Regions from separate parts of the Mus musculus genome. Here region 1 is linked to region 2. A link is a contact called in public promoter capture Hi-C data. All regions are on one chromosome and are shown on one strand. The core of a region is the stretch at or near the end of the contact, and the rest is flanking DNA. Distances in the headings are between cores, read along the strand shown.

The links. Promoter capture Hi-C pulls out the DNA fragments that hold promoters and counts their contacts.
Region 1: a contact with region 2 is called in a promoter capture Hi-C map of 3T3-L1-derived adipocytes, with 5 times the contacts expected there. The contact joins the promoter of Pdcl here to the promoter of Stom in region 2. A contact is called at or near these places in 4 of 39 promoter capture datasets (the 3T3-L1 cell line, 3T3-L1-derived adipocytes, hippocampal neurons and 1 more).

What each region holds. Positions count from the first base shown.
Region 1 is chr2:37,358,033-37,363,128 of GRCm38.p6, forward strand. It overlaps Pdcl (phosducin-like), which reads right to left and starts at 1,300. Exons shown (of 4, transcript NM_026176.3): 1 at 1,111-1,300.
Region 2 is chr2:35,333,816-35,338,640 of GRCm38.p6, forward strand. Stom (stomatin) reads right to left here and starts at 3,194. Exons shown (of 7, transcript NM_013515.2): 1 at 3,044-3,194. The coding sequence starts at 3,104.

The DNA.
Region 1 (5,096 bases), core at 50-2,549, 2.0 Mb after region 2:
GTGGCCCACGCCTTTAATCCCAGCATTTGGGAAACAGAGGCAGGCAGATTTCTGAGTTCGAGGCCAGCCTGGTCTACAGAGTGAGTTCCAGGACAGCCAGGGATACACAGAGAAACCCTGTCTCAAAAAAAAAAAAAAAAAAAAAAAAAAAAATTAATTAATTAATTAAAATAAATTAAAAAAAGACTCCGGCAGGAATGACTAGTCAAAAACAAAAACAAACAAACAAAAACGTCCTTCCTCTAAGCATACCAAATATCAACACTGCGCTGCCTTCAGAAGAGACTTAACATATGGTATTTACTCTATTACAATTTACCTCTCTCCCACACAGCAGATTCCAGTCAGGACAGAGCACTGTGCACGCTGAACAGCAACCAAGAGGAAAGTGCCAGCACCAGGGGAAGGAAGAAAACTTTTACAATTTCCTTGTCTGGGATGTGCCAGAGGGCCACAACTCGGTCCGATGAGTGAAAAACGGGGCCAGAAGAGGAGGAGTGTACTGAGGAGACTGGGCTGCTGAGAGGTGAGAACACTGGCAGACAGAAGTGGCATGCACCCGCAGTGCAGAAAGTAAACCTCAAGTGGGGATAGTAAACTTGAAGAGGTGGAGGATCATGAAGAGGGTGGAGCTAAGGAGAGGCACAGAAAAGGAGGAGCAGTGATATGGGCAGGGCCAGTGAAAGGCTTCCAAGAGAGGCAGTTAAGAGTGTTAAGAGAAAGTAGGACAGTGAAGAAGACAGGGCTGCACAAGTGGAACACAGAAGGGCGGGGCTAAGCTTCCAGGAAGGCGGAGCTTATGGGACAAAAGGGCAGGGACAGGATGTTAAGTAAAGCAGAGCTGTAAGGACGGAGTGGAGAAGGCGGAGCCATAAGGAAGGTGGGGCTGAGGAGGCGGAGTAGCGAGGAGGACAGGGCAGGGGAGGGCACAGTGAAGAGGGCGGTACTGAGGAGGGACGCTCCGAGTCTCCAAAGGAATTTGAGAAGTACAGAGGAATTGGGATCCAGGAGCCGGGAAGCAAAGTAGTTCGCCCAAGGCGCGTAAACTCCTGCCCCACCCATGTCTAGGCCCGCCGCTTCCTCCTTGCCGACGCCTGCGCAGTTAGTTACCTCGCCTCGCTCAGTCTGCTCCTTCTAGACTAGCAGCTCCTGTCACCAACAAAGGACGCTCGCCTAGAGAAAGAGAAGTGGCCGAAAGCCTTGAGCGACAGAGAAAAAGCTGCCGTGGACTCTGCGGACCAATCACACGGCCTTCCGGCGTCGCGGCGGACGCACGCTACCCAATCACAAGAAGCTTATCTCGGCGTCTGAGGAGGAGCTACGGGTCTTAGCTTAGGACAAAACTCGTAGATGTGTATTTCTAGTTAAATATGAAATTTTTATTAACTTACGTTCCAAGTTTCGAGACAAATTACAAAGGAATATTAAGGCGAAAAATAACTCGAAAACATTAACTTCTTCAAGAATAAGTAACTCAAAGAACAGAAGTTGTATGACAACCTGAATTGGATTGCTGGACTGGAAACGAGCATGGACAACTGAAGAAATTTGAATAACTCTTATCAACTAATGTTAGTCAAATAGTTGACTCTGTAGTTTACAGAGTTTACAACAGTTATGTATAATGATTACCTTTGAAAATTCTAGATTAAAAAAAAAGTCAAGGAAACTACCCTATGTTTGAAAACTTTTGTTAAACCTCAAATGATTTCAAACTGCTTAGTTGGCGTGTCTTGTACACAACTGTGAGATTGCAAATTAAACCGTGTGCTAATTAAAACATATCAAATTTGCTCGATTTGTATAAAATGCAGCGTTTAAGATAGGGCTCTTAATTTGAAAAGGGGGTTTCTTGATTCCTGTTTCTAGGACCACCTAGATGTTACTGCAAATTTGTCTATGTTCACATTTTAGAATTTCATCTTCTTGCCCCAACTGGGTGGTGGGGGTGATGGAGTGGGAGAGCTGGATGAGCCATCAGACCTGACTAAGCTTCCAACGTCCACCCATTTGGCCCAGGATTGGGCTAGTATTTGGGCTAGACTCAGAAATGCAAGGTACCTCCCCATGCCATCCCACCCCCACTGCTACCCCTGCCATGCAAGTTCTGTGCAGGGATAACATACTGTGGCCCCCAGGTTGAAGGGTGCCCAGTGCCCCCAAGTTAACCTGGAGACCTAACCTGAGGGCTAGGCAAGAGCTGGAGTGGAGAAAAACTCAAATGGGACCTGGGGCTTTTCCTGGACCGTCTCTTTGGAAAGATGTCAACTGAAAGGAAATAAAACTGTAATTCATGTAATGTATGTTAAATAGCCCAAAGAGTTGTTTCTGAGCTTTGAAACCTGGGGCTGAGAACATAGCAGAACAGACCAGGACATGCCCGGGCAAGCCCATCGCCTCCCTAGCTCCCACCCCTCTGACCTAAGTTAAATGTTACAGGCTGCTGATGTTTAAATGGACCAATCATGTGAAACCGCGCCAATTCCTCCCCCAGCCCCACTCCTTTTCTATAAAAACCCCTAGCTTCCAAGCCTCGTGGTCGAATCCACTGTCTCCTGTTATGTGAGATACGTTTCGACCCGGAGCTCCGCCATTAAAAACCTCTTGTTGTTACATCAAGGTGTTGTGTTCTATTCGTGATTCTTGGGTGCACGCCGAATCGGGAGCTGAGTGGGGGTTTCCCCACTGAGTTCTTTCATCAACCAAGAAGACCATCTGCTGCTCTGAGGACCTTGAGCTTAGTTTCAAGAACATGTGTAAGCTGCAGTCTCTGTTGTAGAAGTGTGTGGAGGAGGTGGAGGACGAGAGGGGCTGGAGAGATGGCTCAGCATTTTAGTACTATAATGCTCTTCCAGAGGACCTGGGTTCCGTGCCCTGGTGCAGGCCCACAGGAGAAAGCAAATGAGTAGCCAATGAATGGGTTAGCCTGACCCCAGCACTTAGCAAGCCTACTTTTCACTGCTGCTTTTGTCTTACTACCCAGATCATACTCTTAATAATTAACTTGTCAAAGTTACAGGGGTTGGGGTGGTGGTAGAGAATCAGAGAACACCAGTCAAATGATGCTCTAATCTGTAATCTTCCTTCAGGCTTATAGACATCAGAATGGTGAGCATGATGATCTATGGACAGCACTAAGACCACGTAGAGAGAACTGATTATTTCAAGAATGCCCACGGTGGTACCCACACAGCTATGATTAAAATTAGACTCCTCAGAAGTCACATATAATAAGCCTTTGCATCTGTGACCCCCCGACAAAGGGTTTCTATTGTTGTGATGAAACTATATGACCAAAAAGCAACTTAAGAGAAGAAAGGGTTTATTCAGCTTACATATCTATATCACTGTTCATCCCTAAGAAGTTACAACAGGAACTAAAGCAGGGCAGGAACCTGGAGGCAAGAGCTGATGCAGAGGCCGTGGAGGAATGCTGCTTACTGACTTGCTCCCCATGGCTTGCTCAGTCTGCTTTCTTATAGAACCCAGGACCACCAGCCCAGGGATGGCACCACCCAAAATGGGCTAGGCCTTCCCCCATTGATCAATAATGAAGAAAATGACTTATAGCTGAATCTCATGGAGGTATTTCCTCAATTGAGGCTCCTTCCTCACTGATGACTTTAGCTTGTGTTGAAGTTAACACACAAAACCAGGTAGTACAGTGGAATTTTCAATAAAAGCCTTTTATCTTCCAACTTGCTGGCTTGTTACTAATAATGGCTTTACTATCACTTTATTGAACTATTGGCTTTACTATGTGGCACAAGACCTGTTACAGTTTGCAGATCATTTGACTTCAAAATAAATTATCCTTGTCAGTGCAAAAATACAGCTCTCACTTCAAAGGGAATAAGAAGAGACTTTATTCTGGAGCCAAGCATGAGTGGCCATGACCCAGGATTCAGGTTGTCACAAAGACCATGTTCAACAGTTTCATGAAGACAGAATAGTTACAGAATAAAGAAAACCATTAAGGAAGGCACTTTTCAAATATTTGGGGTATAATTCAGGTTGGCAGGAAAATCTCTGCTATAGGCATCCAATGACACTCGTTGCTTTTGGATTGGTGGATTTTAGGGCTCTGTAAATATAATTCAAATAGCTTTGCATGACAGTCACAGGATGTGAGGTCAGACAAGAGGATAGTGAATGGTTATTAAGGGTGCTAAGTATAGGCCATAAAATTATTTGGTTCTGGATCTACAACATTCCAACTCTCTACACTCATAACAACCTAACTAATCAAGTAACCTTATAGAACATTTAAACATGGGTGTTTTGTTTTGTTTGAGGAAAAATAATTCCTGGCATGGCAGAAGCCAGAAATCATTGACCTATATGAGGAATTCAACAATATGAGTTGCTGGTCTAAATTTAAAAAGGGAACCATGTGAAAAAGAACTGGACAGTCTAAATAAGCAAAGAACCTCAAAGCTGGTGGGTGGCCTGTAAGACAAAGGGGACTTGCGCCATAAATAGCAAGGAGCAAAGTGAGTGGGGAGGTGAATTCTTCTCTAGAGACTTCAGAAAGGAATAGACATTGCTTTTGGATTGGTGGATGCTAGGGCTCTGTAAATATATTTCAAACAGCTTCACATACAGATACCTTCATTTCAGTCCAAGACTTTTGGCCTGCAAAAACTGTGAAATAACAAATTTGCATTGACTGGGCATGGTGGCACATGCCTTTAGTCTCCGCACTCAGGAGGCAGTGGCAGTTCAATCTCTGAGTTCGAGGCCAGGCTGGTCTTCAAAATGAGTTCCAGGACAACCAGGGGTACATAGAGAACGCCTGTCTCAAAACAAATAAGCAAACAAACAAACAAATAAAATAGTAAACAAATTTGTATTAAGTTAATACAATGCAGTCATTTGTTATAACAAAGAAAAATACTGTACAGATGAGCCCAGAAAAAAAAAAAAACTCTACACACAGGTATGCACATAAATTCATACACACAAACACATGTGTTTTTTTTTTCAAATGTTTATAAAGGGTAGAAAGTGACTGTGGAATACACCAGTTTTGATCTCTGGCCTTCTGTGCATGCACACATATGTCTACATGCACCGACATGCATGTATGAACAAAT
Region 2 (4,825 bases), core at 1,944-4,443:
GAGTTCTTACAATGAGGCAAAAAAGGAAAGGGTAACAGATGGGTCCAACTGACAGTTACATTACACAATAGTCAAGACACAAGTATATGCAGGATTCTAGGCAGATACTGCTATGTGCTCATAACAGTTTACAGGAAATTGCCTGCCTGTGCCCTCTTTAAAACTCATTACCTAGTTTAGTCACCTCTGAATCACTTTATCAACATTTTACATTTTTAAAAGCAGGCCAGATAGTTATTCACTCTGTCTTTTACAGTGTAAAGCATATGCTATTCAGTGACACTGAAATCTATTTCATCACAAACTGTATAAACAATAGCTTCTGCAGTCTTAGTCTTCCGTTTGAGTTCATTTATCACCACTGGTGGTTTAATCAGGTCAATTATTGAAGAAGTTAAAGTCCCACCATTCTGATCAACTGTAGCAACTGAAATAAACATATCAGTCCCATGGTTCTGCTTCTTTCCAAGGGATCCTCCCCAGGGATCTATCTTGTTGACAAGGCTCTTCTTTACAACAACACTTTCCTCTGCCATCCACCTGCACTATTGTCCACTGCTCTAGCTTAACTTCCTTGGTTGGTCCTAGCTTTGGCCATGTTTATCTACGGGGGACCACTTCTCCACAAAGACACAAAGAGGCAGAGTTGGCACTGTGTAATTGCATGCTTCCATCAGAAGCAGTCCTCTGGAGTGGCTTTCTCTGGGAGGTCCTGAGTCACACTGATCCTTTAGGCTCCCTTTGTTTACTCCCTCTTACCCTCAGTGAAGTCCTGAGGCTGGACCAGACCCTCTATTGTGGTACCTCCTTTATGGATCGCTGCAGGACTGGGAACATCCCTCGGGAAGTCAGAGCCTGGGTTGGAAACCTGGTTCTCAATTTTTTAGGCTGTCTGAAATTTTATCACTCTGACTCAGTTTCTTTACTGAAAGACAGAGAATAAAGACATTTCCTTGTCCCAGGATTGCAATTAGATGTTTGGCAAAATGACGCACATTTAAAAAGTTCTGTTTAGTATGTTATAGTAATAGATTTCTTCCTAGTGTTAAATCTCTGAGGCTTACCAGTGAGAAAACAAAGATTAAAAGGTGGGCAGGTGAGCTACCCCAGCCCACAAAGGTGCTTGCTGTAGCATGGATGGCCTGAAGTTGATCCCTGGATCACACTTGTTGGAAGGAAAAAGCTCAAAAGTTGTCTTCTGATCTCTCCACAAGATGGACACACACACACACACACACACACACACACACACACACACAGTAAAAGCAAAGCTTTTTAAATAAAAAAGTGACAAAGCCAAGCAAAATTTCAATTGTATAATACTTGAGAAAAAGCCCAATCATTTTCACTAACTCAAGATTTCTGTCTAAAACAGCCAAGTGTAGAACCAAGAAAAGGGGTCTAGAACCAAAACTCAAATTGGTCTGTGAGCAAGAAAAATATAATGATCTTTAGGAATAGAGATTGAGTTCATTCCTAGGGCAGGGCTCCAAATCCACTTCCCACAGGGGGGTCCTAGGGTGGGGCTCCAAATCCAACCCCACTTCGGTGGTCTGAGTACAGGTGAAGGAGACCGCCAACACACCCACACTTTGATCTAAAGCCAGAGACCAGCACTGAAGAGGCAGACTTGGCACTTTTCTCCTGTTCACATTTTAGAATTACATTTGAATTTTAAGCCTTTGTGACTAAGTCACTAAGTATCAGTTGTGAGGACTCAATAAGATCACATTATAAAACACTTAGGGTAGTGCTTAGCCTATTAAGGGTCAGTTTTGCTATGGCTCTCTTTAATTTTGCTATGCTCCCAGTTGGGGGAAGGGTTAAAGTATGGAGAATGATACACACACAGGCTTTTCTGCATAATCCCGAGGATGGAATCCTGTAGGTTTCCTATTACAACACTCTGGAGCCATCTGAGATCCTCAAGATTCGCCTGAGAAAGAGTTAAAGATGCTTCTGGGCAGGGGGATGGGCGTTAGATGGGAGGCCAGGTTGGCTTTGCAAATAATCCGAATGGATGACAGCTGTCTCCGCAGGATGATGGAAAAGCCCACTCAGCCTCCTAAATCTCTTCCACCGTGTCATTCTCCCTGAAATTCCATCTTTAGAAATAATTCCTTTAGATTAGTAAAGCTCCCAGGAGGATAGCAGGACTCCTGCGAGGTTTATTTTCTCTTACTGGGCATCTCCTGACCCCAAGGAGTTATACAATTTAAAGGCTCAAGGAGGTAGTTCGCTCAAGGGCTCTAATTTTTTTATAGAAGATAGCCTGAGGGCCTGCTAACAGTTCTTGCCTTCAAAACTAGGAAGGCTCCAGAAGAGTGGTGAGCTATTTACCTGGAAGGAGAGATCTCTAAGACAAAAGTGGACACAGTATGGGACAGACAATGGAACTGGAAGGAAAGCCAGGGAGACCTCCTTTCTTCTGCCTATACCGCCTACTGTGTCATAGGTTGAAGCCTAGCCCTTTACTAGGAAATTGATTAGTTTCCCGAAGCTGGGGACGGCAGGAAGAGGGTGGGAGTTCTTCCCTGGTTCAGAGGACTGTGGATCACGTAGGGATTGCTGAAGGCTACTTGTTGGGACTGCTTGCTTCCCCTCCCAGGCGCTGGGGCAGAAAAGAAACAAGAATGAGCAGAGGAGGCTGAAGCTGCAGAAGAGGCGCCTCTACCACTCCTGGCTGCCAGGGTCTGTCCTGGTCTGCGTGCACCGCCCGAGATAAAGAAGCGCTGGTGATAGGCACCTGGCATCTAGGACCCAAAGGATAAGCCAGTTCTTGCCTGCTAGGGTGCCGAGCAATGGATACACGCCCCTGCCGCGCGAGTGCGCCCTCTTGACTGCCATGCAGGCTGCACCCCAGCACCCCCAAATCATCATGTATCAGCCCGAGAACCCAGGAATGAAGAAGACGACGGCTCTGCGAAGCGCACACAGTGCAGTGGAGGCACGCCGGCGGTCTGCGGGGGTTCTCACTGCAGGCGGTGGGTCTCGGGACCCAGAGGGGGGCTTGAAGAGGCTGTGCGGGGGACGAGAGACTCACCTCTGAAGGACTCAGGGATCCGCTGAGACTGGACATGGCTGGACTGCCGTTTGTCAGACATAGTGCTGGAGTCAGAGTCGCTCAAAAACTCGTCAGTTCCCAAAGCCGGAGCTTTACTGAGAGCCGTTAGCAACGAAGGGGCTCAAGCTCTGGTGCAGTCCCGCCCCCAGCTGGCGGCCCGCCCAATAGGTGCCCGGGAATGGAGGAGAAGACACGCCTCTCCCGCCCTCAGAGTGCGTGACCGGAGGGGGCGTGGCCTGAAGGGGGTGTTGGCAGGCAGATACTAGGAGGGTAAGACAGTGAGGCCAGAATGCTTAAGGCCCTGCCAGAGTCTCGCTCCAGCTTCCAGTGGGTTGATCCGAGGAGAAGCTGTGAGAACAGGGCGGGGCTGAGGAGCGGTGCAAGGCATCCTGTGATTCCAGGCATTAGTGAGGGGGAAGGCGTCCTCTTGTAGTGGGGGTCTTGCAGATTGAGGGGCGTGCTGAGGGTGCTGAGTATAGCCTGGTACATCGGGTAGGCAGTGAGAGGAAGGAGTTCGCGTCAATGCTCTTGCCCCAAAGAAGACCAATTTCCAGGCGGTACATTACTTTTTTCAGACAAAATTAACTTACGGAGCGCTTGGCCTCTAGCAGGCGAGGGCCTCCCAGTTGATGCAGTGGGCAGAGGTGGACACAGTGCCAGCCCTCGTGAAGTTTGTATTATACCACAAACAAACAAGCTAAGGGTGTTTCGAAAGCAACAGCACGGAGCCCATTTGATTAATCAAAACCGAAAGGCTTCTTTCTATAAATAAGGATGTGGCCCGTGAAAAATGTCCCCTGAAAGAGCCAACCTTGGAATGGGGGCAGACTTATTCATGAGAGGTGAAAGGTCGGGCCTGGATTCTAAAATTACATTTTACAGTGTCCAGGCTCTGGAGGAAGCACTTGCCAGAACCCTCCCAGTCTCAAGTTGCCTCCCTTGCAGTTTGTAACTGAAAACCTCATGTTTGAAAAATCACTGCTGGTTTTTTTTTTTGTTTGTTTGTTTTTGTTTTTGTTTTTCTCCCTGGACTGTCCCAATGCAAACTGTTCAGGGAAATATTAAGGTACACAAAATAAACTTTTAAAAGGCATTTTATTTTGAATAAACATAGAATCACAGAAAGCTGAAAAGACATTATAGTGGTCACAAGGACCCTCTATTCATGTTACTCCTATAGTTAAATCTGTTTTATGTGCAGTCTCAAAATAGGAAATTGGCCCTGACAGAATAAGTATTCAAATATGCCATTTTATCACATGTATATACATTCTTATAAACACAGTTATAAAGATACAGAGCTAGTTCATCACTGCTGAGAGCTCCCTCTTGGAAACATTCTCTCTCTCTCTCTCTCTCTCTCTCTCTCTCTCTCTCTCTCTGACACACACACACACACACACACAGTATTTGCTGTGTAATTCCAGATGCCTTGTGGTGGTTCCCTCTCATGAAATGCTGTCCCTTGACTTTATAGCTCTGGAACACTGATATTGTCCAGAAGAAAGCAGGAAAGTGACAGTGGGAAGGATCAAGTCGACCTTTGCTTGAGGGTGAAGGTTCTAGAATTTTAAGCTTTGTGATTCAGCTTTCTCAAATTGACTTCCCATAAAATAGGTCAAATATTTATAGTCCTGGGGATGATGTCCCAACTCATGTAATCACATGGTTAGCCTTTTATCGATAAGCTGCTCGTAGAGAAGGCGGGGGCTATGGTAGCTTAATGGTCTGTTCTCTCGGAATCTTCCTTGACAAAGTCCA